Regions from separate parts of the Mus musculus genome. Here regions 1 and 3 are each linked to region 2. A link is a contact called in public promoter capture Hi-C data. All regions are on one chromosome and are shown on one strand. The core of a region is the stretch at or near the end of the contact, and the rest is flanking DNA. Distances in the headings are between cores, read along the strand shown. Region 1 holds the start of Myo9a (myosin IXa). Region 2 holds the start of Peak1 (pseudopodium-enriched atypical kinase 1). Region 3 holds the start of Parp6 (poly (ADP-ribose) polymerase family, member 6).

Region 1 (4,694 bases), core at 2,040-4,539, 3.3 Mb before region 2:
GAGATCAGATGAAGCTAAATTGAGAATTCTAGGACAACTAGGCTAAATGAGAAAACACTATCTCTAAAAATAATCAGACTCAAGACATAGCTCGATTGATAAAGTGTCTGCCTAGCACACACAAAGTCATGGATTCAATTTCTAGCGCTCCATGAAAGAAACATGGTAGCACATTCATACAATCCTAGCATTCCAGAGATAAAGTTAAGAAGTTCAGGGCCAGCCTAGGCTACATAGTGAGTTTTGAGGTCAGCCTGAAGGGCACGAGACCCTTTTACAAAAAGTAATACTAGTGGGGCTGGAGAGATTGTTGAGAGGTTAAGATCTCAACCTGCGCTTGTAGAGGACCCTACTGAGGTTACCAGAACCTAGTCCAGTTGCTCCAACTGCCTCTAACTCCAGCTCAGGGAATTTGGACATGCTCTTCTGGTCTCCTCAAACAATGCACTCAAATACACACAGGCACACACAGATACTCTAACAAACAAAAATAAATCTTTAAAACAGTAATACTAGTGGTAAAAACAACACATTAGATTGTAGTTTTTCACTACTAATAATTTCTTAAAAGAACTTAATCTAGGTATTTATATGCTCTAAATATTGAGTTTCTGCCTGAAATCTCTTCCTTGTAACTATACATCTTTGCCTCCAAAATTTACTACTGGCACAGAACCTGATGTTATGAATTTCTGACACAAATTCACTACATAACAGCCATTTATTTATTTTTTTAAAGATTTATTTTATTTATATGAGTACAGTGTAGCTGTCTTCAGACATAACAGAAGAGAGCATTGGATGTCATTACAGATGGTTGTGAGCCACCATATGGTTGCTGGGAACCGAACTCAGGACCTTTGGAAGAGCAGTCAGTGCTCTTACCCACTGAACCATCTCTCCAGCCCGTAACAGCCATTTATTTAACATGTCACAACTAAAAATTAAAATCTTCATCATATGGATCCTCACATAAGGGGAAAGATTGGAACAATATCTCCAATTTTGTCCTCTCTGTATGCTTTTCCATCAAATCACCAAGACTTGTCAACTACCAATATCCAAATTCAGAACTATGGTATCACCCTTCTAATATATTTCTGGCTTTAACTTTATTCTACTTTTAATCTGCTCTAAAGTGACTTTTAAAAATGCTCATCTGAACATTTTGGTCCCTCACTTCAAATCCTTTAATAATTGATCTGATAAATATAATTACCATTAAAAGTAGTCTTGAGTTGTAGCTCAAGAGAGTCCATGAGAAGTTTACTTCAGATACACTTCTTTTTATAGGTTCAATACAAAAATAATTATCAGAATTTTTTCAAACCATGAAAATCATTTATACATATAATACCTGGTACATTTAGAATAAAAGCTTGCAGTAATTTTTAGAAAAAGGACTAAAAATAAATCCAAGTCCATCAAAATGGAATACTACCCAACCAGTAAATGTGGCTCTTCCGTGAACACTATTGCTGAATGATCTCTAGGACTCAGCAGTAGTATGTGAAAATGGAATAATTTGTGTATAGTTTGTGTGTCTTTAAAATACAGATATAAGCTTATAAACGCTGGAAATATCACATCATACCAATTACAGAAGCTGAAAAATAGAAAATGAACAATTGGAGATTGGAGAAAGAGAAACTTTTTACTACACTATTCTGATGGTTTTGACTTCTAAACTGTGTCTCATTAATACCCATAATGTAAATTGGTTTTTCTCCCTGTATTACACACAGACACAAAAAAATGAAAGGAAAAAAAAACCGTAAGTACTAACTACAAAAATATCCCCCACCCTTACATAAACATTAAAATTATACACTTAACACTTAACATTACGCTTCCCTCTTGACATCTCAGGAGTATAATTTCAACAAACATTTTATTCAATATTTTACTACTACTAAGAAAGCTGTTAATAATAACTTCAATTCTGAATGACACTTATACTTGGTCCTTGGAGAAGACTGGGTGGTAAAAAAATACTAAAAACATTAGCCTTCAGGGATTAAGAACAGCTATAAATGCTGTTTTTCTAACAAGTTCAAAAACAGTAAATCCAAAACTCCTCTAGTTAAAAACCTGTGTATCTGTACAAATCTACAGTGCTGAGACAAATATATGAAGAGTTACTTATCTTCATTGGTGTAATGCAACTTAATCCTTACAGAAGCCCAGAAGTGACAAGATATAGACTGGTTCTTTCCTTCTACTGAAGAGACAAGATGAGGAGCAAGCAGCTTGCCCTTGTAACAGCACACATACCCTCCCTGCCTGGGCTTTCACACTCTTTGCTCTCTTTCCCTTTCAGCAACCAGTCCCTGAGGCTCCAAACATGGGTCTCAGTCTGACTCCTTAAAATCCAATGGAGTGAATATACTGGACTATGTAAATAACCCCTTCGAGTTTTCCTGGAAACTTCTTTTCAACCAAAGATCCCGATTGGTTAGAAATCAGGTAACAAGGTTTGCTTAAGAGGTCTTCTAGAGAAACTACACCAGGGCGGGGGGGGGGGGGGTGTGAGGGGGCGATCCAGCACTCTGATGGTGATTTGAAGGGCTAACCGGAGACCTACTAGGTAAGAGCATCATGACATTGGGCTATCTGAAAGCTCGTATGGGTAGGGGGAAAACCTAGCAAACCTGACTGGAAGTAAGCTGCGTGAGGGTCCCTATGAAAGCTCGGGTAGCGATGACTCGTAGGATACCCAAAGATCTGGGACGTAGCAATGCATTAGGAAGCAGTAGTGGCCTTGGTTCCCAGACAAGGATCCGCTCCGACATAACGGTGTCTAGAGGTTCCAGTCAGAGTCCTAAAGAGGGTCTAAAGAGGTTCTAGCAGGAGGTGGAAGGGGGCCAGTGACAGAAGCGCCGCGGCTACTGGTGGACAGAATGGTGTCTGGTCAATGAAAGGTACGGGAGAGTCGAGTCTGGGGGTGGAATCCCGGCGGTACTCCGGCGATTGCTAGGCTTTAGGGGCAGAGCTGCTGGCGGGGCGTCTCCGCCGGGGCGGGGCGGGGCAGCCCTCCGGGAGCCAAAGAGCCGAGCGGGAGACGTGGGCCGGGCCAGGCCAGGCGGCAGGGCCGCTGGGTGCTGGGGCGGGTCTTACCTCTGGCTGCGCCGCGGTGGCCACCACAGCCCCTTCCTCTTCGGCGGTAGCCGCTTCCCCAGCTCGGTTTCCAGGGTCAGAAGGAGAAAGCAGAGGCCGAGGCCGCCGGGGGGTAGGAGGGTTCCGCGAGGGTGGGCCCAGTCGCCTCAGGGTCCGAGAGAGCGGCGGCCGCGCATCCCCCGCCCTGTCAGAGAGACTCCGCCCGGACTGGGCAGGCACATCCCCCGCCGCACCCCGCCCAGAGAGCACGCGTTGGAAGCTAAACCGCGGTCCCTGCTTTTGCCCGGGGACCGGTATCTCCGCCGCAGTCCCTCCCCGTCCTGCCAGGACTTTCCGACGGCCACCGCCAACTGCCTCTGCGTCCCCAGTCCTCTCAGGCCTGCGCGCCCCCGACCCCGCTCACGCGGCCCCGCCCCGCGCGGCTCTCCAGCAGCAGCCGAGCAGGCGCGCGCGCACTTACCTCCCACGCCCCCTGCTGCCAAGCCCCGGACAGCCCCGCCCGGCCCCGCCTCCGCACGTGACGCTGCTGGAGCGGGCTGCCTGCGCTTGCGCGGACACGCCTATTTTCCACCCTCCGAATGGCCCCGCCTCCCCATTCCTTCTTCACTTTACGGCAGGGCTGAGACCTCCGTGTTAGATTCTCGATTACTACATAAAAACGTCGTAAGGTTGGAAAGGCAAACTCTGGGATTACGACCTTAAGTCTCACTTTCCGGCCAGTACAGAGCTCCCTGAAGGCTGGTTGGGTTGGTGAGGCCTGAGGAATAGGTAAGACGCCTCCTCCCTACTTAGGTTTGTCTCAGTTTTTGGAAGCAGTGGATCGCTTTGCGCTCCACGCAGACTCTAGTGTGTCCGAGCCCCTTCCTCATTCTGCAGCTGGATTCTCAGCGCCGCCCCTTTTCCACACACGCACGCCCCTCCCCCCACTTGTTCCCGCCCCCGTGGCCAAGTATTTCTTTCCATTCATTCCACAGACTTTTCACTGAGTTGTTTCTATGCTGTAAAATCCAGAATATTAGAAGAAAATGAAAAAATATCCGCTCTTTTGAAGTGCTGTGATGTAGGAAACAAAGAATCCGCAATGGTAACACAGTAAAATAACACGGGATGAGCTGAACACAAACGGGGGAGTGGGGGGGGGGGGGTCCTTGATTGCAGAAGAGGACTTTTCCCAAATGACTTTCAGGCCTGTGGAGAACTCGTGTTAAAACCTTGGTGGACCGAAACTGGCCAGAAAGAAAATGGGAGTAGAGAAAGGCTAGTACAAAGGCATGTGACAAACAACCTAAGAGTAAAAAGCAAGAGGATTGGCATATACCTAGTAAAAACCGCGCAGGTAGACTTCCATTTGAAACAACTAGACTATGTGGCGAGTGAATTTAAGGCCAATCTTGATCACAAGGCGGGGGAAACTTAACTATAACAAGTGCAAGAAATAATCAGATGCAGGTGCAAAGGCTGTTTTTGAAGATGGCTGATTGCCTGGGATGGCTGGCCTGTTAGCTCCTGAAAGAATAAGGCAGCTAGATCTCCAAGTGGGAAGCCAGTCTGAGCCAATTTTAAAAAAAAAAAAAAAA
Region 2 (4,947 bases), core at 1,129-3,628:
TTGTAAATGGCTATAAATTGGAGATAGCTTCTGGGTTAGGGATGGGCACATGTGTCTACCTCTCTTTTCTGCTCTAGGACTCCATGTGGTGTAGACCTGTGCAGCTCTGTGCCTGCTGCTACAGTCTCTGTGAGCACATATGTGTGCCAGTCCTGGTGTTTCTAGAATGACCAAGAATATTTTTTTAATGTTCATGTTAAGGTTAAAGTATTTTTATTTTCACATTTAGTTTAAAATATTTTCTATTGTAAGTGCAAACTATGAAATTAGAAATACATGCACCTTAATATTGGAAGACAATGCAATTTTAGGTTCACCTGATAGCCAAAGTTTTTAAAAAACCATTCCAAATACACTGATTCTGCCAACAAACATACACTTGTATACTGTGTTGCAAGGAATCAAAATAGTTGCTTATTACTTCAGATATAGTTTCTTATTTGTTTGTGTGTGTGTGTTTTAAGCAGAATATAGAAAACCAGAAAGTTCTGTCTGCCTCATCTTTAGTTCTTCCCGAGACATTTTCCTCTCACTCAGTACGTCACTGAACTTGCCATCCTTTGGCCAGGTTTTAAAACCATAAATAGACCTCATTTTTCAATCAGTAACAAACTCAAATTACAAACGGGGAGACACCATAAAATGCATCTTTCATAAACATCCCAAGAAAGCTACATGAAAACAACACTAAAGTGGATGATGTCTTCTCCAGCATGAGGTGAATCCTTAAGTCCTAAAGGAACAGTTCTAAGTATGTAACACATTAGTGCCCTTTATTACGGTAACATCAAATCGGAGTACTGCAGCATGACACTCTCTCCCTCTGCAAACATGAAAATGCCCTGTAATTTGTGTGAACTATTCGGTACTCTAACTTATAAACTACCTCCTTAAAAGAGCGGCTAAGGAGCTCCTGTTCCGTGTCTAGGTAGAGCCTACACTACTTCACTCAGTTAAGGACAAGCTTGACTTGGGTGCAAGGGTGGGCAATTCACAAGTCACATAACAAAGTATGTAATCTTGCAGAGAATTTTAACAAGGTGTTTAAAATTCTTTGGAGACAGCATTAAGACAATCTTGCTGGGGAGAGATTTTCCAATTTACACACAGAAACAAAATACATAAATTCTGATCGTGGCCTGGTGATTATCATAATTTGGGGAAATAACCGAACTTGTGACGTGAAAATACAACCCCAAGGCTGTAGGAACTCTCTCTGAGAATGGCACAAACCAACACCTTTTCTGGCTCTCATCAACACGGGAAGTGGCTTGGACACCCCCCAAACATCATCCTACCCCCACAGGAAGTGAGTTACAGTTCCCCCTCCCCTATGACAGCATGTCTCCCTTCCCCCAACCGGAAGTGAGGCGCCCCCATTCAGTGGGCCTTAAACCAAGACAAACCAATAACAGCAGCAGCAAAAGAAGGATGATCTTCAAAGGGGGAAGGACATCTCGACTGTTGCCACCCCCATGCTCGTCTTGCTTACTAACCTGCTGACGGCAGGAGCAGGCAGGGGCCTGGGGACTAATGAAAGTCCCTTGCACAGAGGACAATTCCCTCAGCCCCTCGCAATCGCCTTCACTCTTCACTCCGTCGTCTCACAGCTTGACAGAAATTCCTCCGCAGTACTTTATTTTGGTGTCTTTTCTTACTCTTTACCTAATCACTTAGTCACCTCCAGATAGGTAACTTCTTTTAACGTGGTAATACTGAGAATTGTTCCGTTGAGGAGAGACGTGAAATGTTATACCCGATACTTTCAGAGAAATGAAGGGATTATTTTGCCCAATGCGGCGAAGGACTACGTGACCACGCAAGGTGAGACACACTTTCGCGAAGGTTCTTGGGAAATGTAGTTTTCATTTTCATTGCTAAGGCTCTCAAAAAATAGTGGGACTTAAATTTTAATTACTGTATACTGGACTCTTAGAGGATAGTTATTCTGTACTAGACGAATGGCTGACTTAAGGTGATTCGGCCCCGAAAAAAATCCAAATCTGCGCTGTTTCTTTCCACTGGCGTTTAATTGAACCCAAATTCCCCGTCACATGGACTCAAGGTCCCTGCCGCCCCGCCCCCTGGCTTTGGCTCCACCCCTCAGCCAATCAGACTTTCTCTAGCTCGTGTTCTCCGGATATTGGCACTCAGGGAGGCGTGGCCTCTTGTCAACTCCTCCCATGGGGCTGAGAGTAGAGCTCGGAGACCGCCGAGGTTTGGTGCGGGCACGCGCGGGCGAGCGCGCGCGGTCTGAAGAAGTGAAGCGGCAAGGGTGCGCGCGGCGGGGCGGCGTGCAGGGTTGGGAGGAGCGAGCGGACTGGTGGGCTGGGCGGACGGAGAGCGGCCGGGAGCGCGCTGTGGACTCCGCGGCCGCGAGTAGTTAGTTAGTTGTGTCAGTTGCTCGGTGGAGGCGGCCGCGATCACCAGAAAGGGGACGGGACAGGAGGCAATGCTGAATATCGCAACGGCTTGTGCTCCCCTCAGGTAACGGGGGCAGGGTTGCCCACGTACCCTCCGGTCCCTTTCCCACACGCGCTGGCTTATGGGGCCAGGGTCGCCGAGAGGTGAGGACGCGGACCTAGGGGGGATCGGGACTGGGTGGCGCCGCAGGGGCTCGGCAGCCCGTGCGTCCTGCGGGGCGCGGGCTGCAGTGCCCCGGCCACCCACGCGCCCCGCGGGCGCCGCGAGCCCTCTCATGCCCCCCACCGGCCCAGGCCTCGTTACCCTGGCTGCGATGGTCCCGGGAGCGCGGCGCCCCCCAGAGGAGGGAAAGTTGGAACCTGGCGGCTAGGGACTTCCCGGGGCTGGGCTGCGAGGCTCCAGGGGAAAGTGAAGCCTTAGAGGAGCTGGAGATGTGGAGGCTGGGGCAAGAAGGGCTTCTGCCTAGTCTGTATGGTCGCCTCACTCCCAGACTTTGGAGGATCAGGCTCAGCCTTGCCTCAGCAGTCAGGACGGAACCGGTGGCTCTGTGCCTGCTCACTTTACGCTCTGGCCAGGGAGCCCCTAATGTGCGCAGGCTTCCTAGGTTGCTTAGGGGTTTGGGATTTTGAGAGGCTGGGTTAGACATTTGTTTTTCTTTGCCCTTTGGCTTATGGGTTCTTGCCAATTTCCTTTCCTCCTTCGAAGAGGACTACCCATCTGAATTGGGTCCCCTTCTCGTTATCCCCCATCTTATGCTCCATTTGTTGGAGAGCTTGATTTTGTTCTTGGACTTCATTAAGGACTGCTGAGAGCAATATCAAAGAGTAGTCCGCCCTCCAGTCCCCCTCCCCCAGGCCCCATGTCTGCAGTCCAGTTTTTAAGGACCCAAATTGAGGAACCAGAGCTGTGGAATGGAGTTATTGGATGGCTGGTGTTGAAGGATAGAGATGAGTTAGAGGAAAACTATGATTTCATCTTTATTGGCCTTACTATAGAAAACCCAGTACATTTTTCTTTGCCTCTGTTGAATGTGGTAAGAGTACACTCTCAATTAAATACTTGGTGACTTACATAAAAGACTATTTTTAAGCCACTGGATGATGTGCATGAACTGCTTTTTCACCTGAGTCGGAATTGCTTTGAGTATTCTGTTTGGTGGCCTATCTGTTGACTTGATCTTTTTCTTTCTTTCTCTTTCTTTTCTTTCTTTCTCTTTTTTTTTTTCAGCCACACTGTCCTCCCTTTATCTACCTTGGCAAATTAAGTATGTAGTCAAGAGAACACATATTGCTCTCTGCAAAGAGGAAAAAAAAAAAAAAACCCAGAAAGCCCAAACTTGAATTATCCACAAGGGTAAAACTTTCCATGAGCAATCTTGGATACTCACTTCATGATGGCTTCTTTTGTAATCTCAGAGCATTTTAGATCTTTCAATTCACTGACTACCCTAATTACTTTCCAAAGTGCCTGGCACTTTCTTTGGTGACTTTTTCAGTAAACTATAATTGCAGGTGAGGTACATTTTCTTGGCTTCCAAGTTAGGAGTTAATAGCCTTATCACAGAGATTAACAGTTAACAATGGAAGCAGAGTTCATACTACTGCAAGTGAGTTTTGGCAACGATCAGGTCACAAACTATGTGAAAAAACAAAGATCCCCTCCCCAGAGTTGTCAGAGGGGAAGAAGAGAAAATATTTTATCGTGTCTCTATTTGGGAGAGAGTAGTATGACTATGTTATGTGGGGGAAAATGGCAAATTATTTTCTTTAAAGCTTTTTGATTTGTGGTCCTCCTTTCTCCCACCCTTTCTTTAGGGACTGACATTTATGTTTGGCTAGTTTCCAGTGTTGTAAGGCGTGTTTTGGTGAGAGGAAAAGATAAGCTTGATTGAGTTGTTAGGGTATTGCTTATTCATTTTGTTTAGTAATAGTGCAGAAAACTTACACAGTGGTGTTTAAACCCCATTAACATTCTGTCAGAATTTATTTTTAAGAGTCTGTCCTGAGGCCCATAAAGAAATAATGCCACTTCATAACTGTTTTCTGACAGTCACATTAAAAAGTACGTTCCTGAAATGCATTATATGTGAATGCATATAAACATTTATCTTTGTACATTTATGGTAATGTAAATATTTAAGTCGGAGAGCTTAAAAACTTTTATTTGCTTATTTGCATACATGCCTTTTAACAGCCAGCAGTGCCAACCATATTTGCCAAAGAAGTATCAGCCATAAATTCAGGCTTTGGCACATTTCATATAATAACTCTTCTAAATTGCTCCATGGTGAAGCATCATGAGATTAGCATTTGCTTCAGGAGAGAGATTTGTTGTTGTTTTTAACCGTAATGATGTGCTATTTAAGGGGAACAGGTGCTGGGCTCTAGCTGTTTGTGTTGTAACCTGCCAAATCCTACTCTTTTGTTGGATGGGTTGTTAAAGCAATTTAGGAACCACATTGTGGCCCCTGGCTTGCCAAGTGTGAGTTTGAGGCTCCATATCACTTTTGCTAATCCCCATTTT
Region 3 (4,599 bases), core at 1,949-4,448, 3.2 Mb before region 2:
AACCAATCAGTACATTTTAACAGGAATTAAGCTTATATGTTAAATCAGTTAAAAGCTCTACTTATTAGGCAAAAATTAGGAATCACTAGTCTAGCCCTTCCTGGCTCTACATATACCTCAATTTAATCCATTCCAGACTCAGGGTGTTCTTGGTCCTTAATGTGATTCTACCAAGCCTTAGTTTTTTACATCAGTAGTTCTAAGTAGAATAGTGTGCCCACAGCATCAGTGTCAACTGGGAATTTGTTAAAATGCCAATTCTTAACCCTCACCCCCTGAGATTTAGTGAAGTAGAAAAACCATAGCTGGAACTCAGTGATATTCTAACAAGCCTTAAAGTTATCATGCTGCATGATAAAACCTGAGAACTATTCCTCTTAAGTCATTACATTTTCCAAGGGTCTGAAGTCTGTTCTCCCATAGGTAGACCTAGTAATTGGTCCAGAATGTGACCATAAGGCACACACAAAAGCAAATTCCGAATAGCAGTTTTTAAGCTGGCAGTACTATCTGACTGATCAAAAAAACAACATGCAAAAATCAATTACAACTAACACCCTTAGAGATGAGATAACCTCATATCTGATAATTGCTTTAAAAATATTCGGGGGGGGTTATAAATAAGGTCCAATTATATGTATGAAAAAACTCATTGTAGGTCAACCAGAATTTTATTTTCAATTAAAAAAAATTAAATATTACCCCAGTTCCAAATAAAATAAGTGGGAAAAGAGAAGAAATAAATTTGGCAAAATGCTGATAACTGTAAACCAAGCATGGTGGGATGTGTCTTTAATTCCAGCACTCTGCAGGGGGATGGTGGTGCCCACTTTTAATCCCAGCAGAGGCAGGCAGATTCGGTGAATTCAAGGCAAGTTTGGGCCACAGAATGAGCTCCAGGACAGCCAGGACTAGAAAGAGAAATCTTGTCTCAAAAAACAAAAACAAAAACAAAAACAAAACCCAGAATTTTTAAAGGCAGAGGCAAAAGGTTCTCTCTGTGTTCTCCACCAGTGCAGACTACATACTGAGTCTCAGGAGAGCCAAGAGCTACATTTCACAAAACAAACAACAGCAACAAAAAATGGAAACTGATGAAGCTAATGTACACAAGGGTTTCCTATATGCCCTACTTTTGGGTACATAGTTGAAATTTTCTACATTTATAAAATCAAATGCTTTCCCTTTGTCTCTGTGCTCTCTGCTGTTCTTCAAACACAGTAAGAATAGTCCCACTACACATCTTGTCTCTACTGTTCTCCCCTTTAGGATTCCTTTTTAGATATCCACACTCTGGCCAAAGGTCACCTTGACTGCCCATATAAAATACCCACACTAGCATTCTCGATCCCCCTCCACATTGTTTTCTTCACCACAGCTCTGACCACTCTTACATTTATCTCTCACCAGACTGTAAGCTCTCTCTGTATATGAGTACTTTGTCTTCAGGCACACCAGAAGTGGGCATCAGATCCCATTACAGGTGGTTGTGAGCCACCATGTGGTTGCTGGGAACTGAACTCAGGACCTCTGGTAGAGCAGTCCAGTGGTCCTAACTGCTGAGCCATCTCTCTCACTCCTGACTGTAGCTCTATAAGCAAAGATTTTACTGTTTTCACCATTCTCAGCCTCTATAACACATTTACTGAATTAGTGAATGAGCCCTCAGCTATGTACCTAGGCCAAATAGGAGGTAAGTATAAGAACTTAAATGCTGCTACTAAACTGACAAAAATCACACAAAATGCTTTTTAAAAATCAAGACTTCATTCACCTTCAAGAGCAGCTGAGGTGCCAATTATGAAGTTTGGGACCAGGGTTCTTTTAGATTGAAAACAGTCAAATGCTGCTCTGGACGAAGAGGGAAGCACTACAGTCCAGCCTGGGTTGTCTTGGGGTGAGCAGTAGAATGAGGGCAGCTTAGGCTAGAAGTGCCAACTTTCTCAAGGTCTTTCACTGTAGAAGTCAAGGAAAACTGAGCATCTCCTCAGGGTTTGCTGCTTGGTTTCTGATGCTATTAAAAGGAGGGGGTAAAAAAAATCAGTTTTTCTAAGGAAAAGACAGTTATGAAATGACCAGCTTCTCCAACCAGACTGTTTTAGTAAAAAAAGACTTGAATCCTCAACACTCCATGGCCTTCTCTCAGGAATGGAGAGTAGATTTAAAAGCTGGAGAGTGGGAAAAGGCAGATGGTGGAGCACGGAATTCATTAAAAAAGAAAAAAAAAAAAAAAGAGGGGGCTGAGAGATGACCTAGTTCAAAGTTTTCATGTTACATATTTAATACTCCAACCTAGGGAGGTCACAAAACTTGCATAAGTAACTTGAACGTTTGATAGGGCCAAATCTATCCATTTTTTCATGTAATAACTAGTTCGGGGTGGGGGTGGGGGGCAGATCTGGAACCTTTCAAGAGGAGCTAGATCAAATAGAGACTATTAAGAGTGCCCAGAGAAGTGTGCTGTTAGGCTCAGTGTTTATTCTGGGGGATGGCAGCTCGCATTAACACGCTTGGTCTATTTCTATGAGATCGTGCCAACGGTAAATAAGCCTTCGGACGACCCACAAAGGTCTTTTTCTCTACGTCCATTGGCACTTTTCAGAGTGACCATTTAACGTATACCTAGTCAAGAGACGCCTCTGATCTCAACGTCTACATTCTGGGCTTGACTTCCAGCTCAGTGTGCTAGGAGAAGAAAACTCCACTCCAACGGAAGTGTCAAAAGGACTAGGCTACTAAACAAAGGGCGAAGGAGGGTGCGGAGGGGCGAGACCCGCGGGCCAGCGCTAACCCTAGCCCGGGCGGAGGGAGAAGACCAAGACGCTCGCGAGGACACCTGCGCATGCAGGGCAGGGCCTGAGGCCTCTTCTCCAGGTGTCCCCCAAAGCCCTCAGCTCCGGCCTTCCCCGTTAAGGACCCGTCTGCGGCTCGCCGCCGCCAGCCGCCCAGCCGAGCGAAGCCTGTCAGCATCCCTTACTTGGTCCCTCAGGCAGGGCGGACCTTGCCAGCAGCCCGACCGCCCCGCCCCATCCCCACTCCAGCCTCCCCACACGCCAGCCTAGAGAGTACTCACGGCGACCCCGGGCCGCGCGCGGCCGCCGCGGAGGGGACGAGCGGCCCGGGACGCCCCGCGGGGGCGGAGCGGCAGGCCAAGGGGCGGGGACCGAGGCGGGCGGGTGAGGTCGCGCACCACACGCCTCAGCGTGCGGTCTCGGGCACGCCGGGGCGCTCTGCGCATGCTCAGGCGAAGACACCGCGATCAGGTGTCCTCTTCCGACCAACCGCGGTGCGTGCTGTACCTGGGCGTGTCCCCACCCCAGGGTGCTAGCCAGGGCGCGCGTGCGCAGTGATCCAGAGTTGAAGGCGTGAGGAAGCGAGAGAGTGGCGCTTGCGCTTTGGGGCCCGGAGGGAGCTTGAGAAAGAGGTTCTCCGGACATGCCGAAATATAATGTTTTTCTTTGTCGCCTCGTGTGGTTAGGAGGGTTGCAGAAGAAGGTAATCTAGATTGCCTATATAGAGATACTGAGGTGCCCCTTTGGTGCAGCTTGAAGCCAGACAAAAATAGGAATCAAAAGTTAAAATTCTGAAATCTGACTTGCTCCCATGTTCATTTGCTTCGGTGTACCGACCGCACCCAGGCTTTCTCATCACACAGGGGACTGGGGACATAGCTCACTTGGAAGAGTGTTTGCCTAGCAACCACAAACCCTTAGTTTATGCACAGGTGTGTAAATCCCGTGTCGTGCCTGTAGTCTGTATAATGTTATCTCAGCATTCAGAAAGTTGAAGCACAAAAATCAAGTTAGAAGTCTTTTTGTTTTTTGTGGTTTTTTTGTTTTTGTTTTTGTTTGTTTTGTTTTGTTTTTCGAGACAGGGTTTCTCTGTATAGCCCTGGCTGTCCTGGAATTCACTCTGTAGACCAGGATGGCCTCCAACTCAGAAATCCACCTGCCTATGCCTCCCAAGTGCTGGGATTAAAGGCGTGTGCCCCCATAGAAGTCTTAAGCTACATAGCCAATTCAAGGCCAGCCTGGGATATATGAAACCATCTCAGAAATTAACTAAATGAAACATTTTAGTTGGGATGGAAGAGAAAGCTCAGCAGCCAAGATCAGTGGCTGCACTTGTCAAAGGCCTGGGTTGGGTTCCCAGCACCTACGAGTCAGTTCACAATAATTTGAAACTCCAGTTTCAGGAGATCTACTACCCTCTCTGGCCATCACAGGCACTAGGAACCAATGCGTTGCACGCACATATATGCAGGAAAACACAAACATGCATATGTAAAATTAATCTTAAAAAAAAAAAGTGGGGCTGGAGAGATGACTCAGGGGTTAAGAGCACTGGCTGCTCTTCCAGAGGTTCTGAGTTCAATTCCCAGCAACCACATGGTTGCTCAGAACCATCTATAGTGAAATCTTGGGCCCTCTTCTGGCATGCAGGTGTACATGCAGATACTCATACATTAAAAATAAAAAAAACCCTTAAAAAAAAAAAAGTGTGGGACGGTAGTGGTGCATGCCTTTAATCCCAGCACTTTAAAGGCAGAGGCAGATCTCTGAGATGCTAGTCTGGTCTACAGCACTAGTTCTAGGACAC

What was found. Promoter capture Hi-C pulls out the DNA fragments that hold promoters and counts their contacts.
Region 1: a contact with region 2 is called in a promoter capture Hi-C map of pre-B cells, with 2.9 times the contacts expected there. The contact joins the promoter of Myo9a here to the promoter of Peak1 in region 2. A contact is called at or near these places in 2 of 39 promoter capture datasets (erythroid cells and pre-B cells).
Region 3: a contact with region 2 is called in a promoter capture Hi-C map of erythroid cells, with 17 times the contacts expected there. The contact joins the promoter of Parp6 here to the promoter of Peak1 in region 2. A contact is called at or near these places in 1 of 39 promoter capture datasets (erythroid cells) and 1 of 484 Hi-C or Micro-C datasets (B cells).

What each region holds. Positions count from the first base shown.
Region 1 is chr9:59,749,769-59,754,462 of GRCm38.p6, reverse strand. It overlaps Myo9a (myosin IXa), which reads right to left and starts at 3,289. Exons shown (of 44, transcript NM_173018.2): 1 at 3,118-3,289. Senp8 (SUMO/sentrin specific peptidase 8) reads left to right here and starts at 3,814. Exons shown (of 2, transcript NM_027838.3): 1 at 3,814-3,885.
Region 2 is chr9:56,415,481-56,420,427 of GRCm38.p6, reverse strand. It overlaps Peak1 (pseudopodium-enriched atypical kinase 1), which reads left to right and starts at 2,378. Exons shown (of 7, transcript NM_172924.3): 1 at 2,378-2,487. Hmg20a (high mobility group 20A) reads right to left here and starts at 1,809. Exons shown (of 10, transcript NM_025812.3): 1 at 1,497-1,809.
Region 3 is chr9:59,615,883-59,620,481 of GRCm38.p6, reverse strand. It overlaps Parp6 (poly (ADP-ribose) polymerase family, member 6), which reads right to left and starts at 3,198. Exons shown (of 24, transcript NM_001205239.1): 1 at 3,074-3,198; 2 at 1,775-2,014. Gm51709 (a long non-coding RNA gene) reads left to right here and starts at 3,358. Exons shown (of 3, transcript XR_003948337.1): 1 at 3,358-3,495.